2 separate regions of the Mus musculus genome follow, and region 1 is linked to region 2. Evidence: chromatin contacts called from public HiChIP or PLAC-seq data. All regions are on one chromosome and are shown on one strand. Each heading gives the region's core, a stretch centred on a gene start, on an enhancer-like site or on the middle of the called end of the contact. The rest is flanking DNA. Distances are from core to core; before and after follow the strand shown. Region 1 overlaps Msra (methionine sulfoxide reductase A). Region 2 holds the start of Gm52129 (a long non-coding RNA gene).

What was found. HiChIP or PLAC-seq counts read pairs in DNA pulled down with a chosen protein or histone mark.
Region 1: an H3K4me3 HiChIP or PLAC-seq map of the SCID.adh cell line shows a contact between it and region 2, with 10 read pairs. The contact joins two enhancer-like sites. A contact is called at or near these places in 1 of 15 datasets of contacts at CTCF or cohesin (large pre-B cells), 11 of 484 Hi-C or Micro-C datasets (CD8 T cells, the P5424 cell line, bone marrow-derived macrophages and 7 more), 6 of 115 datasets of contacts at active chromatin or transcription factors (the SCID.adh cell line, SST interneurons, T-cell acute lymphoblastic leukemia and 3 more) and 1 of 9 other capture datasets (embryonic stem cells).

The regions. Positions count from the first base shown.
Region 1 is chr14:64,377,034-64,383,583 of GRCm38.p6, reverse strand. All of the region lies in intron 1 of Msra (methionine sulfoxide reductase A), which reads left to right. Among named protein-coding and RNA genes, the nearest start is that of Gm52130, 26 kb to the left of the region's middle. Within about 2 kb of position 4,358, at least 59 of the 459 cell types and tissues checked have an H3K27ac peak or open chromatin away from gene starts, as enhancers often do. A contact at or near this core is called in the SCID.adh cell line, SST interneurons, cerebral cortex and 1 more, where this site is marked.
Region 2 is chr14:64,199,108-64,205,733 of GRCm38.p6, reverse strand. The region is part of intron 5 of Msra (methionine sulfoxide reductase A); the gene reads left to right. It overlaps Gm52129 (a long non-coding RNA gene), which reads right to left and starts at 6,381. Exons shown (of 3, transcript XR_003951176.1): 1 at 5,339-6,381; 2 at 4,580-4,716; 3 at 1-2,578. Within about 2 kb of position 3,718, at least 38 of the 459 cell types and tissues checked have an H3K27ac peak or open chromatin away from gene starts, as enhancers often do. A contact at or near this core is called in the SCID.adh cell line, SST interneurons, cerebral cortex and 1 more, where this site is marked.

The sequences.
Region 1 (6,550 bases), core at 3,109-5,608, 180 kb before region 2:
AATCTGACTTGGAACCTGTGTTAGTCAGCTGCCACTATAACAAAATATTCAAGATGGTTTGTGTACAGAGAGAACGGTTTGCTTTTGTTTGTGGGCTTAGATGTTCTGGTGTGTGATTGGGAAGATCCTTGCTGCTGGACCTTTGTTTAGGGGGGATGTGGATGGCGATCTCGGGGAGCATGTGATAGAGCAGACTGGTGGTGTCATGGCTGGGAAGTACATCAGTAAGAGAAGGGGGTTGGGCTCCCACAGTCCTCAATGACGAGAGGATGCCTCCTCCTAGAGAGTCCCCCCCCCCCCCAGAGCATCACCATGGGATCCAAGCCTTTAACACATGGCTTTTGTGGGAAATTCAACATCCAAGCCATAACAAAACTGTACCAAGCAGATGGAAGCCCCGTGTGCTCGTGGAGATGTGAGGAACCCAGAGTGCATGGTGCAGCCAGCTCTGCTCTTTCCTTTCCTGAGGCGACTTCCTGCACAGAAGTTTAAAAACTGTTATGTGAATACCAGTGACTGTATGTGATAAAGGAAGTAAGCCTAAATTCAGAACGTTAAAAGCATGTGTTTATACATTGTTTTATTTGAACCCAAAGGGAAAAAGGAGATAGCAAGGGCATCATTATCTCTTTTGTTCTCAGTTCTCCTAAAAGGAAACAGTATCAAAGGGGTTAGGAACCTGGTGGAGGCCACTCAGAGGCTGTGCAAGGTTTGCAGAGATTACAATGCAGTTCTCAATTTAAGGCTCATTCGTGGGCGATGGGGTTGCGTGCAGATAAAACCCCAGTGGCTCAGAACTAGCCCAGCATTTCCAAATGCTTTGCTTAGTGTTAAGAGGGAAATGGGAGGCTCTTCAGAAGGACGTGTGATGGGGATATACTCCTGAGGATAGGGGAGAAGGGGAAGATGCAGCTTCCTTGGCGGATCATTTGTGGTCTGAGCTGGTGTCAGTAAGGGGGTGGGCAGGGATACCCTCTAGAGGGGACTTCACACACAATGCTAGGGAGAGCATGTGGAGGGGACAGAGCCTTTCCGTAGTGTCAGTGGTGAGCAGCCGGTGGCTTATGAGGTATACAGGACCACCAACTTCCACAGTGCAACCTTTGTCCCTATTCCTGAATGAGAAATTAGAAGACTGACTTTGTCATCACCTCTCAAATATGTCACTGTCTCAGTGACATTCTTTGATTCGATATAGACGGTAATCTGAATTGTAACAATATGGTATGTTTCCCAATGGGGCTAAATTGTGGCATTTGCATTTCGAATGCAATAAAAGGCTCTAAAAAAAAAAAGTCATCCCCCTCCTGAATCATCCCTGGGAAGAGAGCTTGCTCACCAGGTTGTTTTGTTTTTGTTGTTGTTTTTTTCATAACATCTGGAGAAAACCACTTACAAGACAAAATAAAACAAAAAACCAACCTAACCAAACAACAACAAAACCCCCAAACAACAACAACAACAACAACAGCAGCAGCAGCAACAGCAACAGCAACAGCAACACCCAAACCAAAACAAAGCCCTCCACCTACCTTAGATCTGCATGGGGAGGGAAGATGCATGGGGAGAGGTTCAGAGTGAGGTAAGCAGTGGCAGAGTCCTAAGCAGCTGGCAGCTGCTGGACTGATAAGGCCAGGTGGATCATTGGCAGACAGACGGTGGGCATTGTTTGTCCTGGGTCCAAAGAATAAATTGAGTTTGGGTAGCCTATTGGTCCCATCTGTCGTGTGTGTGTGTGTGTGTGTGTGTGTGTGTGTGTGTATTCATGAGAAGGTTAAGGTCAGAGGATAACCTTGGCTGTTGTTCCTAAATATCTCCATTTACTTTGCTTGTTTGAGACAGGGTCTCTCATTGACCTAGAGCTTACCAATTAGGCTAGATTGCTTCCCTGGTAAACCCTGCGGGTCCTGCCATCTCTCTCTTCCCAGCTCTAGGATTACAAGTGTGTCCTCTAACACACCTGGCTTCTTTAGTGTGGGTTCTAGGGATTGAGGTCAGTTCCCATGCTTGAAAGAAAAGTTCTTCACTGACTAAGCATCTCCTCTGTCCTGAAACCCGAGAGTCCATCATTTTAAAGATTTTCATGATAGAAAGGCTACTTTGAGTTCCTTGTATTTGAGTATAGTATATAGTATTGAGGATGTGGCTTAAGAATCTATCACTCTTGGCACTGAGAATATTATGATACTATTTGGGCCAGATTTGCCTATATACTTATAGAATAAATGATTATGGAAATAGAGAGATGGCTCAGTGGTTAAGGGAACTTGCTGTTTTTTCAGAAGGTAAGAATTTGGTTCTCAGTAATAAGACAGATGCCTGTTTTCTGTAATTCTAGCAGCAGAGGATCTAGTGCCCTCTTCTGGTCCCTGTGAGCACTGCACTTACATGCACATACACACATACATAGACATATACACATAAATAATAAAAATTGAAAAATACATTTAGCAAGCGAAAGAAAGCCCCTGAATATAGAATGGTAAAACAATATTCTTGGGCTGGAAAGATGGCTCAGCTGTTAAAGGCTAGGCTCACAACCAAAGCAATATTCTCCATACTTTTAATTGTAAAACTAGCAGTCTTTAGAGTTGCCACAACACAGTAGTTAATCAGTGTGTTTTTGGGCTAAAATACACAAGGTGATTTTTATTCCTGAAGATTGTGTATAAGAGCCTCTGTTAATTTCATTGCTGTGTGTAGGGGAGGGTACATTGCCCTTGTTGTCACTGCTGGGCTCATTGTTGGGACAGAAATATGGCCAGGAGAAAAGCTCACAGACTTGTCTGGAAAACTTCAGGCAATACAGGAGCCTTCTTGGATGAGGACTAAAAGAGGGAAGGCCATGTACCTTTATGCTCAGGTTTTACAGAGAGTAGGGAATAGTGACAAAGCATGGTGGGACAAAGAGGCATGAGCTGATAATAACATACAGGGGGCTCTGTAAGGAGGCTTCTCTTCCATCCAATGTCAGCAGGAAAAGAGTGAGGGAAGCTACCTCTTCAATGGAGGTCTAAAGACCTGCCCCAAGTGTGTGTGTGTGTGTGTGTGTGTGTGTGTGTGTGTGTCTGAGGCCAGAGGCCAATGCCAAGTGTCTTCTGCAGCCCATCTACATTTTACTTTTTTTTTAAGGATGGGTTTCTAACTGAAACTGGAGCTCACCAATTGTACCAGACTATGAGTTTCAGGGATGCCTCTGCCTCTGCCTCTACCTCTGCCTCTGCCTCTGCCTCTGCCTCTGCCTCTGCCTCTGCCTCTGCCTCTGCCTCTGCCTCTGCCTCTGCCTCTGCCTCTGCCTCTGCCTCTGCCTCTGCCTCTGCCTCTGCCTCTGCCTCTGCCTCTGCCTCTGCCTCTGCCTCTGCCTCTGCCTCTGCCTCTGCCTCTGCCTCTGCCTCTGCCTCTGCCTCTGCCTCTGCCTCTGCCTCTGCCTCTGCCTCTGCCTCTGCTTCTGCCTTTGCCTCTGCCTCTGCCTCTGCCTCCCAAGCCAGGCTTATAGATGCATATGTTTTTGTGTGCTTTCTATGTAAGTGTCAGAAGTTGGTACTCAGGTCCTGATGCTGGCACAGCAGGTACTTTCCCCCTCAGAATTATCAGCTTGCATCCCCCATTTGTTTTTAGTGTCCCACTGCAATTCCTCAGCAACTGATACAGGATGTCAAGTAGGGTCTTAAATGCTGTGGAGTTTTTTTGTAGGCTACTTGATGAGACTTTTTTTCTACTAGTCATCTGTGAACTCACTCATAATGCTGGCCATAACAGTTCAAACATGTTCTTTGCCAGTGTACAGACTCCTATTTATATCCTTTTGGGTATTATTTTGATTAAATTCAGGGGGAATAAAACCATTATTTTAGAATCGTACTCCTAAAAAAAGGAACAAATCCCAAACAAAATTAACAGTGTTGGGAAGAGAGAAGGTACCTTCCTAATCCCTTTCTGGTTTCTTATTTTACCTGTTTCATGGGATCTCTGCCTCCCAGGGCCAAACTTGACTCTCTCAGTTCCTGCACCCAAGGAGTTAAGCACCTTTCTACTGAAAGGATACTAGGCAAGGAAGCTCCCTTCCCATCACTTCCTTTTGTCTTCTCCTTCCACGGGAAAGGGTGCTGAGCTTAGCTTGATGGCTCACTGCATGTGCTAAGCCTGTGTGTGTGTGTCCCCATTTTATGTGGGACCCGCTGAAGAGGGAATGTGGAAGGAAAGGGGAGGCGAGCTAATGCCAGCTGAAAGCACAGCACTTGCATCTTAATTTTAAGAGCATGCAAGAAAGCCAAGCATTTTCAGCAAAGGGCCCTTCTTGGAGTAATCTGCCTGGTATGCCATCCCAGTTTGTTGTATAATTTCAGGCCTGTTGCCATGGTAACCTGCTTTGGCACTACAGTGATTGTTAATCAGGATTTGTCCATATTCCCTCTTTCATCCCGAGCCTCTGTAGCCTTATGGATTAAATCACAGTTCTCATTGACAGTGGCATAGATAAACATTATGGCCAGACATAAAATCCTGTCCACTCCCTGTCATTTCCTGTTACCAGACACGGTGAACACAAACCGAGGCCCAAATTTACACGGGAACCAGGGCTCCTCAGGGCTCCTCTGATGGCTGCCGCACAATTCAGCATGCCTGGGAGAGGACCACTGTAGTCTAAAATTGCCAATCTGACTCTGCAGATGCAACTCTAGGAGAGAAGTTTCCACGTGACCTAGAATCTCGTCTTGGGTACAAATGCCAGACATTTGAACTCTAACTCTCGGAACACCCCACTTTCCCTCTCTCTGATGAACTTTTCTGAGTTTCTGTTTGCTGCTTTTCTGTATTCCTAGAGAAGGGAGCTAAGGTTTCCCCATCATTGGTCCTGGGATGCTCTTGGTGGGACCTGCTCTTGCCGTATTAGATGAAGTTCTAGGCCTGGGAAGTTGGTGTCTATACAGTTCAGCAACTGCATCTAGCAGGGATACAGCCTTGCTATCTTTGAGAGAAGTAGCTTAGAGGAATGCAGGAAGGCCAAGCTGTGGCTACACAGTATGATAGGTGATATACAGGTCTCCAGCTAGGATGCCAAGCCAATAATTGCTTTGTTAGGTATCAAGTCCTTTCACCATGTTGGTTAATCATGTCACCTGTGAAGCTAGCCTGCCTGGGTCTCATGCCTGGCTCTACCCATTTCCCTTTGTGCTTCCTTGGCAAGTGTTGCAGCCTCTCTGGGCTTCAGCATGAGGGAAGGTAATAGCACTTCCTACCTAAGAGTCCTAGAGCCTGGTGCCTCTAAAGCGCCTCCCCAGCGACTGGCATGGTGTGAGTGTTGCATAGGCAGGAGCTTAAAAAGAAAGGAAACAGGCAGCAGCATCACATGTACACATGTTGAAAACCGTCCAGATCAGATGATAGGCATAGGAGAGAGGTTCAGAAACCAGCGTGCCCCTCCCCCTCCCCTTCCTGCTCCCTGCTCTCTCTTCTTGATCTCTGATATGTGCCCAGCCCCCAAGTATCATTCTGATTGGCTAAATTAATTCTGCAGTATCCTGCTGTGAATAATTATGTTGATCCAGTGTGTATTCTGATGCCTTTTTCCCCCCCTTTGCCTAAATTATAATGTGACAATTGCCGCTCACAGCTGGCTCATCAGAGGTGGGCAGTTTGGGAATTGGCACATCTGAACACGCTTCTCTGTTAACTCTCTGTCTTGATTGCTTAAGACAAGACATATGTAAACCCCATGATTATTGCCTTTTTTTTTTTTTTTTTTTTTGGACTTTGCAAAGACTGCCTTCAAACATAAAGCTGCTGGGTTTGTTTTGGGGGAGGGGGACATGTTGGAGTTCCCTCTCCCTCCTCCTTCCCCCTCCTCCCTGCTTTCCCTTTCAGACAATAAATAGCTGTCAGGCTTATGTCAAGGATGAAATTATAGGTGCACATGAGGCCTTGATTACATTGTTTTGGAGAGATTGCTATTAGCATACTGAAATGAAGTCTAATTTTTCACTGACAGAGCCGGAGTCAAACTCAAGAGACAGTGGCAGGCAGACAGTGTGAGCAGAGAGCAGCCCAGGGGCAGGGGCACCTGTTCTGTATCTAGACTGGCATTTCTGGATTTAGAACAATCAACAGAAATAAAATAGTTAATGGGAAGAGTATCTCCATGTTAGGGAAAACACAGGGATGAAGAATGGGATAAGGGTTTGGGTTAGGCGAGGCGTTGAGTGCGGTTTTCATGAGCTTCCTCTCACCTGAAGGCAGCTCTTTAGATGGTGGAGATAGCCTGGATTTGAACTGTAGTGTGAACTACCTGTAAGTGCATCCCTTTGCCTGTCCTGGAACGCAGACCTGGAAAAGTTGGGGTCAAGTGAGGTGTACTCATTCCAGTGGAGTAGCACCTGCTACCACTGCAGCCTTGAACTTCAGTGTTTATTCCGCCCTCACAGGTAGTGCTCTATAGGCACTGCTGCCTTTCCTTTCTCACGTGGCCCTTGCTGATCGCACTCTGTCTAGTTTTGACTGTGTACGGCACAGCAGTCTCAGGCTGTAAATGTCCAGAAGAGGAAGATGCAGT
Region 2 (6,626 bases), core at 2,469-4,968:
AGGAGGGCATGGTGGCAGGACCATGAGGTGGCCAATCACACTGCCTTCACAGTCAAGAAACAGAGAAAAGACAGGAAGTAGAGTGGGGCTGAGGGACCTCAAGACCTACCCCCACGAGCACACTTCTTTTATTTGGGGGGGGTGTTCGAGACAGGGTTTCTTTGTATAGCCCTGGCTGTCCTGGAACTCACTTTGTAGACCAGGCTGGCCTCGAACTCAGAAATCCGCCTGCCTCTACCTCCTGAGTGCTGGGATTAAAGGCGTGCAGCACCACGCCCGGCTATGAGCTCACTTCTTAAAGCCGTGCTTTACCTCAGAGCACAAGGACCAAGCATTTAAATACAGGAGCCTCTGAGAAGCATTTTACACTGAAGCCACAATGTCTGAATTTTGCCCTTGAGTATAGCTCCCATGTACCTGCTTCTCTGTCATAGCCACAGTCACCACCATCACTCATGTACCACCATCTGCTCCTGGGCCAATGAACTTTTTATTTCTCTGTTACTAGAGCTGCCTACACAGGGCAGCCAGAGTGGCCATCATAAATATCATCCGGACCATTTCCCTCTCTAGTGTCTGACTCTGCCATGACCTATCTAGTGTATGTCTGAGACCCAGCCATTAGCTTGGTCTCCCAGACTCCATGCAACCATCACGCTATCATCCAGTAACAGTCCCTCTCATCATGTCTACAGTGTACCGTGCAATTCCCTACCAAGGCCTGGGGCCTTTGAGTGAAGCTGTAGGATTTCTGGATACCCAAGAAGTGCAGATTTGGACAGGGGTGTCCTTGCAGGGATGACTGTCTGTGGCCTTTATCTGCTTTTGCAAGGAGATTGGAATTTTCATGTTTATTCCCTCTACCTTCAAAGAAGACCTTCACTCCTAAAATGTGGTTGCACACCAGAAAACAGAGTGCAAAAGTAATCCTTACAGCTGGAAGAATATTTGTAAAAGAAATCTCTCTTTTTTCTTTCTTCCTTCCTTCCTTCCTTCCTTCCTTCCTTCCTTCCTTCCTTTCTTTCTTTCTTTCTTTCTTTCTTTCTTTCTTTCTTTCTTTCTTTCTCTCTCTCTCTCTCTCTCTCTCTCTCTCTCTCTCTCTCTTTTCTTTCTGTCTTTCTTCTCCTTCTCCTCCTCCTCCTCCTCTTCCTCCTTCTCCTTCTCCTCCTCCTCCTCCTCCTCCTCCTCCTCCTCCTCCTTCTCCTTCTTCTTCTTCTTCTTCTTTCTTCTTCCTTCCTTCTTTCCTTTCTCCCCTCCTTCCTTTCCTCTTCTCCTCCCCTCCTCTCTCCTTCCTCTCTCTTTTCAAATTAACATTTGGATGGTTTGCAAGAATGTTCTAGTACTGCCTTAGTTAGTATGTTTGAGCTTGAGTTAATTTCTCTGGGTAACAAATTTCTCTACAGATTTGCTATTAGAATTAAATGACATTTCATATATTTCTATTTTCCTTTCTTTTATCTAATGCATGTGCATTTATATCACACATGTAGTGATCCAATATACATAAGTTGAAGCTGAGTCCTTTTAGTTTCTGAACCCCCAAAATAGCTTAAATTATGCCACCTCAACTCAGAAATCCATTATATGCAATAATTATTCCACAATGCCAGTACTACCAGAGTACAGCCGGACTGGTGACACCCCCATCCCATGAGGCACATGCAGATCCTATGTGGCTCCTTCCAGGCATCTGTAGGCTGAAAATGACTTATCTCTTTCTCTTCCCCAGCAAATTAATAAATTAATTACCTTATCAAATATTAATTATGTACTGATTAGCATCCAGACTCATACTGTAGTTGTTTTGAGCAGAGCTGTCTGAAAGAAGTTCTTGGGAAGGTTGTAACCGACCAGTCCCTGTACAGTCCCTAGTGCTCACCAGTCACACAAACCCTACCCTGAAGGGAATTTCCTAGGACCTATACTGACATTTTCTGTCCTAAGCCATCCTTTCAGGGTCTCCTATTCATCTTTGTGTCCACAGTGCCTGCAACTGTGCTTGGCTCCTAGCACATGCCCTGCGAATATTTGTTGACCTAAATTAAAGAGATGGGGAGATGAACAAGTCCGTCATATTGTCTTTTATTATGGGCTGAATATTTCTGGGATTTCTCCATTGAACCTCCTCTGCTAAAGCCTTCTCCTCCCCTAGTGTGATGGTTTTTGATCTGGGTAATTTGGGTTAGATGAGGTCATACTGATAGAGCTCCCACGGAGGGATTTTCGTCCTTAGAAGAAAAGGCAGTAGGCACCAGGGGGCTACTTTCTGTTTTTACTCCTGTGTTCAGGGAAGATGTGTAAACACAACCTAAACATCTACGAGGCAGGAGAAGGGGCCTTGCAATACAACCTGCCTTGCTATACTTTGCCCTTTACCAAAGTCCACAGTCCTGCTGTGTGCCTCCAGTCTGAGGTATTTTTCCAGAGCAGACTGAGACAGCTGTGTTGTGTGTGCTCAGCTCCGAGGAGGGAAGGGAAGAATCATAGCCTTGGATGAGAAGAGCCAGCTGGGGCCCTGGCTCTGGCTTCACCTACGTGACCTTGGATTCGTCTCTGCAGCTCCAGTTCCTCCTGTGAACTGGAGAGAAGACACACACTGAGAGTCTTCATAAATCTCAAGGGTTCTTAACATTTTTCCCTCCCATTATGCCGAATGACCTTCACACCACACAAGGGCATAGGGCAAGATCTGTTCTCCTACCTCTGTTGCTAGGAAACTGAAGCCCAGAGGGGTACATTTTCATTCCCAGAACAACCTCAATAGAAAATGTAGAGGGTTATGGTCAGTTGACTCAGAATTCCACGTGTGTTTCAGCCATGTTGCGTGGATAATAGCTGTGTAATCTATCAGGTTATGAATATTGGGATGTGATGGGGTGACTCCGGAGACTAGGCTGCTAGCAGTGGCCTTGTCACCTTTTCCACAGGCCCCAAATTCCAAACAACTTAAAAGAAAGGACTGCGTAATCTTCCCTTTGTCACGAAAATGGCAGAATCATCCCGGATTCTTTGTTCCCAGGGAAGAAGTAGGTTCCGTGTTATTATATTCTCTCTGCTGCTATGTTTAAAACCTGTAAGTACGCCAACGGATTCCTATGGAACGCTACAGCAACCATTAGGAGACTGTGGGTGTCAGTAGCTGTTTTATGGCTTGGAGATTAGACAGCTCTTCATCTTTTTACCTTTTTTTTTTTTAACGTGTGCTATTGTTTACAGCACAAAGTTATGATTTAAAATGCCCATGGAAGTTCCTGAATAATTCATGCATTTACCTTAGGCTGAGAGAACCATCCCTCTCTGTGCTCTATACTAGATATGGAATTCTTGTTAGACCCCCTCTTGGAGCTCGGAGGTTGTAATTATGGATAGTATTATGAACTCTAAATAGGAACTTGTGAAATAAATATTTTTAAAATGCCCGTTTCTGCGAGCCAGGCATCTGCATTTCTGTGTTTGCAGCCAGACAGAGGGCTAGCTCTTTAGCCTAATGGCTCACTTGCATCTTGATTATTTTCATTTCCACTTATTACTGCATGTTAGACTCCCTGTGTATGAGTACAGATTGCCCTTTCTTGCACTGTATTTAGAAATCTCTGCATTACCCCTGGGCATTTGTTCATTAATAGGGGGTGGGGAGAGGAAAGGCTTGTAATAATGGGCTTTACGCATTAAACCGGGCACATCCACATTCAGGCCCGGAGGAAAAATATCTGGTTTGTGTTACTGCCCCCTGGTGGTTGTTGACTTTCACTGCAGTGTCAAGGAAGCTAGTCTTCTGTGGGGGACTTTGGCTTGCAGGGGCAGCTTCCCAGAGCTGCACAGAACTGGGCACTGTCAGGCAATCATTCACACTTGATCATTGCTTTTCATTCAGGTGAACCACAAATGCCTGAGGATCTCAGGTGCAGGCCAGATTGTTGTTAAAATACAGCAATCTTTCTGGGCTGGGAGATGGGTCATTTTGTGTATAGACACAAAAACCCCCCTAGTAACATAGGGTGATGCTTAAATGAATGAATACAGTTTGTGGGGCCACCCCCACTCATCTTTCAAGAACATGGAAAAGTCCCAGTAGCACCCATTGTAATCCATGAGAAGATTTTTGGCTACATCCAGATGAACGATTCTTTTTCTTTTAATTGCTATGTGTTTACGTGTGTTAGGTAAGCTGCAGGGACTGTTTGAAACCCATGATCTCTGAACCTTGCCGTTTAAGTGAAGATCAGAAAATGACAGATACGCTTGCAGCTGCGTTCTGTGCTGGGCTGCGTCTTCTGTCGGTCTGTAGGCAGAAACACAGGGCAGCATGGCTGTGTCCTTGGTGAATGACCTTGGACTGTAAACCACTCTAAGCATGGGTTTCCTGATTTAAAAAAAAAAAAAAAAAAGACATAAAAACAGTGACTGCCTCTTAGGGAGTTCTGTGATCCATCCGGTGTGCTGTGTATATAACATGTCTGTCACAGCACAGGTGCTCTGTCAATTCCAGATTCTTCCTACTTGTCTCTTCACACCCCAGGACACCTCTCTCAGAGCCTGCCTCTCCACATTCCCATAATGCTTTGCTTGCAACACTCACTTCATCAGACCCATTATAAGAGTTTCTGTGCTGTTTCTGCCTCTTGGTGATGAATGAGATCTTCTTGGCTTTGCTCACCTCCCCCTCTTCCCTGTGGCATTCCTTGGCACAAAGCAGCCGCTCTGAGCACGCCGGTCCTGTGAATTAAACCCCAGTGCAACATAACTATATGTAGCATTTCCCCATCCTCCCACACATGCAATGACTGTCATGCATCTGATTAAGATAGCACCTATACCTTCACCCCCTTGTCTCCAAGTTCCCATGGTCTGAGGTTGGAGTCTCAGAGAGGAAAATAGGCCACTGATGCCTGGCATTTTCCTAGTATTCACATAATATCTTATCTTACCAATGAATATGGATTTGTCATATTAATGTATATATATATATATATATATATATATATATATATATATATATATATCAGTTCTGTATAGGAGAAATGGAAAGCAGTGGAAATTTTTTAATACAGCAGTCGGACCAGGATAGATCTATTCCAGGGACAAAGAGCCTTTGCGTTCAGACAGGTAGATTTATAAGCCTTGCCCCAGTTTAGTCTGTATAAAATGGCCTTTGGCGTGATATGATCAGAGACCCCATGGGGAGGAGGAAGGGGACATAGGGACTCTTTCATTTCAGCGGCAAGCGTATGGAGCCTGGAGCTGGGTTTGTCGTTGCCCACAGAACCCAGTGTGTTTGCCTTTCAATTTCCCCTTGATTGGTCTCTGCTCTGCATGATTCTAGGTTCCTTGGACTCACCCGAATGGAGCCTCCCGGCCAGTCCCTTAAAGACAACAGAGGGCTGCCTGCTCAAGGTTGGGCCACCGAGGCACTGTTCATTTGAGGCTTGGAGAGATAACAGCTTTCATGTCCGCCCAGAAAGCTGCGAGCCTCCAGCACCTCAGGAGCGGAGATGAAAGGCCATTTGTGTTTGTGCATGTACGTTTAGTGCACTTAAAGGACGGGGACAAGAAAGAAAATAGATTCTACTGCTCTGCACTCCCTTCCAAATGTGACTTACTCCCTCTGGTGGGGCCATTTAACTCCAAAGGCGCAGCCCCTCCCCTGGTGCCCCCCCCCCCCCAAGCTCCCCACCCCCAACACAAGCACAGCGGCCCATGTGACATCTGTTCTGGGCACCACAGAGCCATCTTCCCGTTGCCATGGCAGCTGGCGGAGCAAGCCCGCCCACTGGCTGCTAGTGGAGGAGGGAGAAAAGGCCCGCAGTGTCAGGTCCTGCGCCCTGCAGCCCTGCCAGTGAGCAGCTGGGCCGTGAGCACAGTCACCCATGGTGGCCACGAGGACCCCACTTGAGCTGTGTGCACTGCACTGGCGGGTTGGAGCTGAGGTCAAGGTCATTCATTTCTGCCTCAAGTGGGAGGCAGGCCAGTGAAGGACAAAGGTGGTTGTGCTCTGCAGAGTGGGCTGATGTCTGCTCTGGGCTGTAGTACTTTGTAAAACTGGGATTCAAAATCAGAGATGGCCCCTATTGCTCTCAGCACCATGGCTGTGAATTCAGGGGCCTGAATTCAGCTCCCAGATCCTATTGGTGGTGCAGTGCCAGGTTAGAAGAGGGCTGAGTTTTACTGCAGTAAGCTCCTGGCAAAGGGATGGTTTGCAAAGTCATCCCCCACACTCACACACTGGAGCCATCTCCAAATGTACCCAGGCAGTTGGAACCACTGCTGGCTTCAGAGCTGTGATTATCCTGTCCTGACCCTGTGACCCCAAAACCTGATCTGGAATTTGGCCACACAGTTCCTCTCTGGTCTTCCTTATGATATCACTAATGAAAACCACCACCTGGGTGTCTTATACTTGCCATTCCTAACTCAATACCTATTGTAAATGAGCCAGTGACTGAGAAAGAAGACAGTGTTGGGCTGAGCCACACAGACAAGTTAGATAAGCTCCACTCTAAGAGGGGGGCCCTCAATGGGGTTCAGCCACTTACTGCCTTGTGTAGCTTTTTGCTCTGATTCCCAAAATTGTCCCTCATGTGATAAATTACAAGGCTATGTTTAGTCTTTCATTAAATATGTAAGTT